Regions from separate parts of the Mus musculus genome. Here all the other regions are linked to region 1. A link is a contact called in public Hi-C and HiChIP or PLAC-seq data. All regions are on one chromosome and are shown on one strand. Each heading gives the region's core, a stretch centred on a gene start, on an enhancer-like site or on the middle of the called end of the contact. The rest is flanking DNA. Distances are from core to core; before and after follow the strand shown.

Region 1 (2,700 bases), core at 31-2,530:
TCCTGGTAGGAGGCCACAAACTGGAACTTGGATGCATGTTTTCCCACACGCTGCAGTCGCTTCCAAACTGAAGCCATGGTGATAGGCCAAGAGACTGGAACAGTTCTGGATTAGCAACACAGCAGCTTTGATAAAGCACACGAGCCTTGCATGTATGTCAGTACTTTCAACAAAAACTAGAACTTGAAATGATGCTTGGCGTCCATAAGTCTTCTCCCTGTCTCACAGGGTAAATCCTATCTTAGATCAATGGCCCAGTCAAGAACAGCTGATGTACAGGACAGGATGACTGAGAGGAGGTTCCCTCATGGAGACATCATCATTCCACTTCAGGGACTATATGACGTGGGTTCTGGAGAACTGAAAAGCAAAACACAGACAGAAAGAGAAAGAATATGAGGACAGACGCATGAGAAGTGTTAGATAAGACCGAAACAACCTCTGCTATCTGCGTGGTTTTCAAACAATGAAACAAAACCCCGGCCTCAAAAGCCAGTAACATCAAGGATGGAAGATACTAAGGAAGAAATGACAAATCACACCGAAGACAGGCGGCAATACACCAGGTTGTCAGAACCAACAATTGAGAGATGCCAGTCGGGCCCTGCCTTCCCTACCTAGCATAGCAGAAGGAAGAACAGGGCGGGAAAGTCAGGATGCTGTTTGATATATCTACCACCAGTTAGGAGTTATTTTTTAAATAAACTTTATTTTTCAGCTGATAATGAATAGCCTCGAGCTACTGAATATGTACTTAGCACAACCAGGGTGCAGGGAGAAATGCTGGTTCTGTAGGAGAGGGAAATGGATGGAGAACTAGCAGTGGAGGGAAATCTCACGGCAGAGAGAGGGCAAGGTCCCAGCTCCAGGCCACTTTGCTTCCCCTTCACCTTGGCTGCCAGGAGGAGGGGAATGGAAACTCCTGCCTGGGCTTGAAGCGATGACCAGCCAGGCCAATGGACAGTGCGAGGTGCGGTGCCTCCCTCCCCCATCAGGGGCAGCCGGCCTGAGCCTCGCCTCCTCACGCACCGAGTGCAGACCCCTGTCTCTCCGCAGAGACAGGCGTTGCCAGCTGCGGTCCCTGTCACCCAAGCCTTGCTGTTAGACCCCAGCCTCGGTCCCCGAACCCCGGCCCCTCCGCTCGTCCACTCCAAGCCCTCCTCACACCTCTAATCCCGCTGTCCCCTCCTTAGAGCCGCTCCTCGGTCGCCGCCGCCTCAGAAGCAGCTACCGCCACCGAGTCCTCCATCCCTGCTGGAGCCGCGTGGAACAGCGAAGCCCGGCGCGGTGCTCGTTTGCGGGAGCCGGGGTCTGCAGCTTCCCGGGCGGACGACGCCCGCCCCCTCCCGGAGCAGCGCCCCCTCCCCGGCAGAGCGCCCAGCGACCGTCCCCCTCCGGCCCGCCCGCCCGAGCGAGCCCTGCCAGAGCCGCGGTTCAGCGCCCAGATCCCCCTCCCCCGCCTCCCTCGGCCGCCACCACCATCATTACCTCCCCCGCCGCACCTCTCACACTAACCCTACCCACGGCGGCTCAACCTCCGTCCGCCTCGCCGCCATTGGCCGAGTCTGCGGGAGCCCCGCCTCCTCGGCGGGCGGGCCTTAGGACGAGCGAGGCACTCCATTGGTAGATCTTCATGCCGGTCATAGGGGATCCACCCCCCCAGTTTTTTTTTTTCCCTTAGGTGGAACCCGCCCGGTCTACCCTCTTCTTCTTTAAAAAAAAAAAAGTGTAAATCACGAAGGACGATCCCGCCCATTCCCTGGAATGGTTGAGGGCAGCGGGAGGCGGGAGGACTAAGAATGTTTATAGTGAACTGGAAAGCCATTGCAGAAGGTGGCTGTCCGTCAAAGGCGCCGTGGCTGCTGGGCAGGGTTTCTGGCTCCTGGTGTATGAACTGAGCAGAGTCTGATTCCAGCGGCTGCCAGAGACACTGAGGTGCTGTGGTTTCTCTCCTATTCTCTCCCATCCCCACCCACGAACTGGCTGCTCCTCTCCTGCGCCACTAGCAGCCAGCGGTTTTGCACACACAGCCTTTATTTCACTCAGTTCTTTCCGAGTTTTTCCCTGACCTTGCCAGGAGCCTGCCCCAGGTTCAAGGAGGGCTAAACTGGACATAAATGTTTACAGTACAGTCTCTTCTTGTCCTCATTCTCAGCATTTCTTTGAATCTTGCATTCTCGTGTTCCTTTGCGGTCTCATTATCCTCTGGTATGAGCTGTGGGTGGATTAGGGAGTGGTTGACTATGTGGAAAGGGTGGTTAAAGGCAAGGGAGAGGACGAAATAACTTAATAGTTTGAGAGCAATGTTGTTTACGTCTATTAAGAGGCAGCTGACATGGCCTGAAACTGTATTTCCAGAGGTTAGCATGGTTTTCCTGCTTCAACATCCAGGTTACTGAGATCGCTGAGATGTTAGGTGTACACCCTTGACATCACAAGTATATAGCACAAGATCCCTTTTGAGGCTGTGAAAGCTATAGACTTCTCAAGGGGCAGAAAATATCCATCCTATCCAAAAAACAAAAATTTGCTTTCAGCCTTAGATGTTTCACAGACATCTAAGGTGTAGAGAAAGAATGAAGAATAAAATTACAACTTTTCGGGACTAAACAGTAAAGTCAAATTAAGGAAGCTAGGGATGTACCTAAGAAAGGGGGTATGAGAGAAAGGGGGAGTCAGAAGAGGGCAGGGAAAGGAAGG
Region 2 (2,892 bases), core at 54-2,553, 270 kb after region 1:
GTTATATGATCTTACTACTACTTTATTTACTGCTCCAAGTTGTTATAAGGGAAGATGTCCTGAAAAATACTACTTCACCAGCATGCAAGCACCATAGAATGCACCTATGCAAACTAAGACAGCCAGAGCGTCTTACAACCTTATGTCCTGAGGTGGGAGAACTGGGTAGAGAGAGAAGTCCAGAAGACCTTGCACAAAGCCTAACAAAATGAACATATTAAAACAACAACAAAACACATTGACAAAGAAGGCTGGAAAATCCTTGGCAAGACTGACTAAAACCAGCTATTGGTAAACGCAGCCATACAGCAGAGCGTCCAAAGGTGACCTGTGGCTCTGTAATACAGGAGATCCAGCAGCTAAGAGCACTTGCTGCTCTTGCAGGGGGTAAGCATTCAGTTCCTAGAACCTACAGAGCAGATCACAACAGTCTGCACACATGTAGGCAAAACATACATAAAATAAAAGTAAATCTTAAAGCAAAACAAAAAAAACTATGTTAATAACCAGGGAGATGGCCCGGGGGGAAAAGCCTAGTGACCTGAGCTCCATGCCCAGAAATCACCAAAGCTGGATGTGGTGGCACACACAATCCTAGCACTAGTGAAATGGGAGAGGACAGCTAGCCCAGAGTGCACTGCAAAGTCACAGAAACAAAAGGAGACACATAAGAGCCAACCCCAAAAGTGTCCTCTGACCAATAGACCTGTGTGCAAACATATTCGTATACCCGGGCACACACATGCACATATACAAATTTTTAAAATTTTTAAATACAAAAACAGATACCCCTGAGTACAGGTTTAAGATGCTAATCAGATATGTAAGTCATGAAATTATGCATAAAATTACAGGTGACAGAGTATGCATAAAAAAGTCCATGTTAAAAAGATGACCCAGGGGCTGGTGAGATGGCCCAGTGGGTTAGAGCACCTGACTGCTCTTCCGAAGGTGCAGAGTTCAAATCCCAGCAACCACATGGTGGCTCACAACCATCCGTAACAAGATCTGACCCCCTCTTCTGGAGTGTCTGAAGACAGCTACAATGTACTTACATATAATAAATAAATAAATAAATAAATCTTTAAAAAAAAAAAAAAAAAAAAAAAAAAGATGACCCAGAAAGCCCATACTGTGTGACATAAAAGCTTCCACTCTTATACCGTGGTGCCAACCCCTTTCTCTGCTCCAGTCTTCTTCCTTCTCCATCAGAGCACACTGTCATTTAATAAACTGCCTGTCTCTGCTCAGTTCTTTGAGGAAAGAACCTGAAACCCCTCCCTCCAGCCCTCCCAGTAGCAGCTGGCATCAGGATCTCTTTTGTATATGTCTGTCACTGGCTGAAATGGGGTTGTACAACACATGGCTGGTTGTATTATTGTTGTATTATGTTACTGTTGTGATTACAGTGACTTTTCCTGCTTTGCAAATGAGAAAACTGTATGAGGGGTGGTCTAAAAAGACCCAGAGTGCTATTTGAACTGGAATTCAAACTGAGATATTCAGTAGCTTGCCTATAGTTCTGTTCTACAGATTCATTGAAGTCCTTTGCCCTGGCAGACCCTGGACGTTCTAGGATGAGGAAGATGCTGTTACATCCTTATGAGACTTACAGCCAAAACTTAGAATGCAGAACAAATGAAAAGTGTTAGGTGGGGGTAACTCTGGGCTCCCCAGACCCACCCCTTTCCTATTTCAAACAGCCAAGAGGCCTGGAGCAAGAGGCCACTGGTGAAGCTGGGAAGCAGACAGGCTTTGCAATGAGTTGGCAACCACACCTGCCCCCCCACCTCCCTTAAAATAAAACTGATAGCTGGTTTTTATAAAGCAGAAATCCAGCAGATACAAGCTGAGAAGCCAGAGAAGACATGGGGCCAGCCAGCAGGGTGGGAAGAAGGCAGTTCTGAAAAAAGCTATTTGCATCCTCGCTGGCTCTGAGCCAGCTAAGCCGCCCATACACTGCCCTGTTTCTCCAGAAAGGGACTGAATTGGAACGCTGAGAATGAGAGAGTTGCTTGTTAGCACACAATCCCAGCTTCTTCAGTCCTCTGCAGCTCTACAAAGCCATGAATCAGGGCTTCTACATTTTTAAAGCTTAGATGAGAAGCTGCGGGTTCTCATCAGCATGTATGATAAAGGTTTACAAAATACCAGGCAAATAGTTTTTGAAATCAGTTTTTGGTCCTGGAGAAACAAGGAGACGCTCACTGATTCAGCAGTGCATGGATGAGGAAGCCACAGGGCTCAAATGTACAAGCTACTTAGTAATGAGAGAGAGAGAGAGACTATGTCTGTATGTCTGTGTGTCTGTGTGCATATGTATGCGTGTGTATGTGTATGTGTGTCTGTGTCTGTATATGTCTGTGTGCACACGAGCATGCATGTATGTCTGGGTCTGTGTGTGTCTGTGTGTGCATATGTGTGTCCTTGTGTGTGCGCACACAGGAATGCTTGAGTGTACTGTATATGCACATGTGTATACTGATGCATGAACCAGTATGCGCACTCAGCAAGGTCAGAGAAGGACATTAGGTGTCCTTATTCTTTGAAGACAGGATCTCTCACTCAACTTGAAGCTAAGTTAGTAACCAGCAAGCCTCAGGGGTGGTCCTATCTCCATCCTGTACAATGCTTAGGTAGGCTCCTGTGGCCACGCCAGGCTTATTATTATTTATTATTATTATTATCATTATTATCACTGGTACTAAAATGTGAACTCAGTTCTTCATGCTTGTCCAGTAAGCAATCTTACCCTCCTTTCATCCATTATAACATCTTAATGCAAATTTTTACTTGTTTTCTTTCCATTTCTGATTTTTGTTTATGAGGTTAACACACACATACACTTAGAGCGTTATTGTATGACTCCTTCTCACACAAAACTTCCACAAA
Region 3 (2,700 bases), core at 125-2,624, 300 kb after region 1:
TTGGTGGTAGCATCTCAGCCCACCAAGGGGATCCTGTTTAAGTAGTTAGGGCCTGGCATAGCATGATGATGCCCGTTTTGCCTAACGACCTTTTGATGGAGAAGGCAGGTCTGAAAAGGTTGACTTTCTTTGCAATTCTGGGCTAAGGCTCAGTGCTAAGAACACATACCTGCATTCCACATAGCGTGCATGATCCTCACTGTAATAGCTGAGATCTTAAAGTTCTGAGGCCAGCCCTGTAAGCAACCTGAAGCTGTAAGACTAGGAATTCCAGGTATGCAAAAGACCCCAGATACGACCTCCCACCTGCAGAAGTGCACATCCAAAAAAAAAAAAAAAAAAAAGTGGTTTTTGCCTTTAAAAGCCACTCCTCCTTTTTGCTGGACCTCAGTCTCCAATCCAAACAAGGCGACTGGTCAGCTGCAGCTTAAATAAAATTTAACCAAGTTAAATTCAGTAAAGCTGGGCAGTGGTGGCACAAGCCTTTAAAGAACTTGGAAGGCAGAGGCAGGCAGATCCTGAGTTCTCGGCCAATCAGGTCTACAGAGTGATTTCCAGGACAGAGAGACCTTATCTTGAAACACTCAGTACTGCAGATTGCTACCCTCTACAGTCTGTTTAGCATGTTTAGTGGGTTTTAATATGTTAGTCTAGATGCCTCTGTGTGCTTCTTGTCAGGGTCTTGACACCAGTAATTCTGTTGTGAGCATTTTCTCAATTTGCCAAAGATGTCTAATGTAATTCTTGGCATCCATTGGGTGACACACTAGAAACTGGAAAAATCCAAAATCAACCACCCCATTGCCCAGTGGTATGTTAATTAATATCATATAATATTAATCTAGAAATATTTTGAGTGGATAGACCAGACAGCAGACCAGACCAAGGTGGTTCCACATGGGAGAGGTTTGGGGGCAGCGAAGCAGGTAGAAGGGCAGAGAAAAGGAAAAAGAGAGAAAGGAAGAGGTGACTTCCTAATTTATATAGAAAATGATGTCATGCCAGTGAGGGTGGGAACTGAGCCAAATGGGTTGTGGGATTGAGGGTCGTTGTCCTGGCAACGCAGGTCAAGGGTCACATTGTTAGGCCGAGGCTTGGAGTGTCCTGGTACTAACACCCAGTGCCCAGAAATAACCCTGAAGAGTCCCTGATGGTCCTGGAATTTTGGTCAACTGGAAAAGGAGGTTGTCAGCTAGCAGATCTTCCAGCCCTAAGCTCAGTCAGCTCTGTGAGGCTTGGAGTAAATCCAAATAGCTTTATTTGGGAGCCAGACAGGAAAGGTTCCAGCCAGACCCAATGAGTACACATCCTTCACACACTGGGTTTATTCTTTAGTAGTGAACTAAAATCGTTCTGAGCCCAATGTCTGCAGGAATAAAATGGACAAGGACTGTGAAGGAGCTGTCGTGTGGGCTGCAGGCCCTGAGGCTCTGCCGAGGCTTCCCATGGCCACGTCTTTTTACTAAAGAGGACTATTTGTGGAATCATTTGGATCCCACTGACAGTCTGGCACTTTTGCTAGAAAATGTACAGAGCTCTCTTTGAGACAGGATCTTGACATGGCCCTGACTGGACTGGAACCTGCTGTGTGGAGAGGCTGGCTTCAAGCTGATGGCAAGCTTCCTGCCTCTGTCTTCCAAATGCTGGGATTACAAGGTACACCACACCTGACAGCCCTGCAAAGGTTAGCTTGTTCTATGCAAATGTTTGAAAAGCCTGCATAAATAATCAATGAGCCAAACTATCCCCACATTCCATAAAGAACTCCAAATTCCTCCAGATTTCCTGAAAGAAAAAAAAATCTGTACTCCCTCCATATCCTCAGTTACCCGATGCTGGGGCTAAAACTTCACCAAGCTCTGCTTAGGGGCCTGGGGCTTCAGACTGCTCCACCCCCACCCCACCCCAACCCCCTCCAGCACCCACTCGCCCCTCCTCTCTCCCATGTCTGTGGAATGCCAGGATCCTGGACTCTGTGTCCTGATAGGATTAAGGCATGCTGATGAGGCTATGTATCCCTCTGCCAGATGGACTGAAAGGCTATGGGCTGACCACAATCAGCACTTGGAAAAGGAGCCCAGCCATTAAATGCTTTTCTGCAAGCAAGTTGTCAGCAAACAGCAGGAAGCCCAGCCCCATGTGCTGGGCACAAGATCCTCCCTTCTCCTAGACACCGGACAAGTCCTGTCCTTCCAGACTCAGCCCCAGCTCCATGCCCATCATCTATGCCTTTCAAATGAATTTATTGAATGACTCCTTGTTAGGTTTCAAACCAGGACAGATGGCTGAGGAGTCTATTTACATAGCAAAGCAGACCTGGCCTCCAGACTTTCCCTGTCCCTGTTCTCTCAGTCCCTACCTGTTACAGGGTTTGGCTGGCATACCCCATCCTCTGCCCTGAGCTCTCCAGCCCAGAGGCTGAGCTGTCTTTCCCCACAGAAGTTTTTCACTATAATCCAGCTATTTGGGTCACCAGCGTCATTTGTACCTTTAGCCTCTTAGATGCTTCACCTGGTGTCCCATCTCCCTGCATGTGCCAGCTCAGTCCACTCTGGACTCTCCCAGATGTGTCTGCCTCACTCTCTCTTTTATCTACAATAAGCTTTTCCTCTACCATACCTCTCCTTTCCTTTCCTCTTTATATATTTCTTTTTTTCTTTTCATTGACCCCTGGTGTCTAGGAATGGGCTAGGGATGGCG

The links. A called contact is a pair of places that touch in the nucleus more often than the background predicts. HiChIP or PLAC-seq counts read pairs in DNA pulled down with a chosen protein or histone mark.
Region 2: an H3K27ac HiChIP or PLAC-seq map of stem cell-derived neural progenitor cells shows a contact between it and region 1, with 5 times the contacts expected there. The contact joins the enhancer-like site here to the promoter of Ehbp1 in region 1. A contact is called at or near these places in 1 of 39 promoter capture datasets (embryonic stem cells), 1 of 484 Hi-C or Micro-C datasets (stem cell-derived neurons), 9 of 115 datasets of contacts at active chromatin or transcription factors (embryonic forebrain, embryonic stem cells, forebrain and 2 more) and 1 of 9 other capture datasets (adipose tissue).
Region 3: a Hi-C map of the N1E-115 cell line shows a contact between it and region 1, with 2.2 times the contacts expected there. The contact joins the enhancer-like site here to the promoter of Ehbp1 in region 1. A contact is called at or near these places in 1 of 484 Hi-C or Micro-C datasets (the N1E-115 cell line), 17 of 115 datasets of contacts at active chromatin or transcription factors (astrocytes, craniofacial prominence, embryonic basal ganglia and 9 more) and 3 of 9 other capture datasets (adipose tissue, embryonic stem cells and pancreatic islet).

Annotation. Positions count from the first base shown.
Region 1 is chr11:22,285,515-22,288,214 of GRCm38.p6, forward strand. It overlaps Ehbp1 (EH domain binding protein 1), which reads right to left and starts at 1,281. Exons shown (of 25, transcript NM_153078.4): 1 at 1,168-1,281; 2 at 1-360. The coding sequence starts at 77.
Region 2 is chr11:22,559,013-22,561,904 of GRCm38.p6, forward strand. All of the region lies in intron 1 of Gm51939 (a long non-coding RNA gene), which reads right to left. Among named protein-coding and RNA genes, the nearest start is that of Gm51939, 24 kb to the right of the region's middle. Within about 2 kb of position 1,304, at least 77 of the 459 cell types and tissues checked have an H3K27ac peak or open chromatin away from gene starts, as enhancers often do. A contact at or near this core is called in embryonic forebrain, forebrain, neural progenitor cells and 2 more, where this site is marked.
Region 3 is chr11:22,586,702-22,589,401 of GRCm38.p6, forward strand. No RefSeq gene overlaps it. Among named protein-coding and RNA genes, the nearest start is that of Gm51939, 3.6 kb to the left of the region's middle. Within about 2 kb of position 1,375, at least 94 of the 459 cell types and tissues checked have an H3K27ac peak or open chromatin away from gene starts, as enhancers often do. A contact at or near this core is called in the N1E-115 cell line, adipose tissue, astrocytes and 4 more, where this site is marked.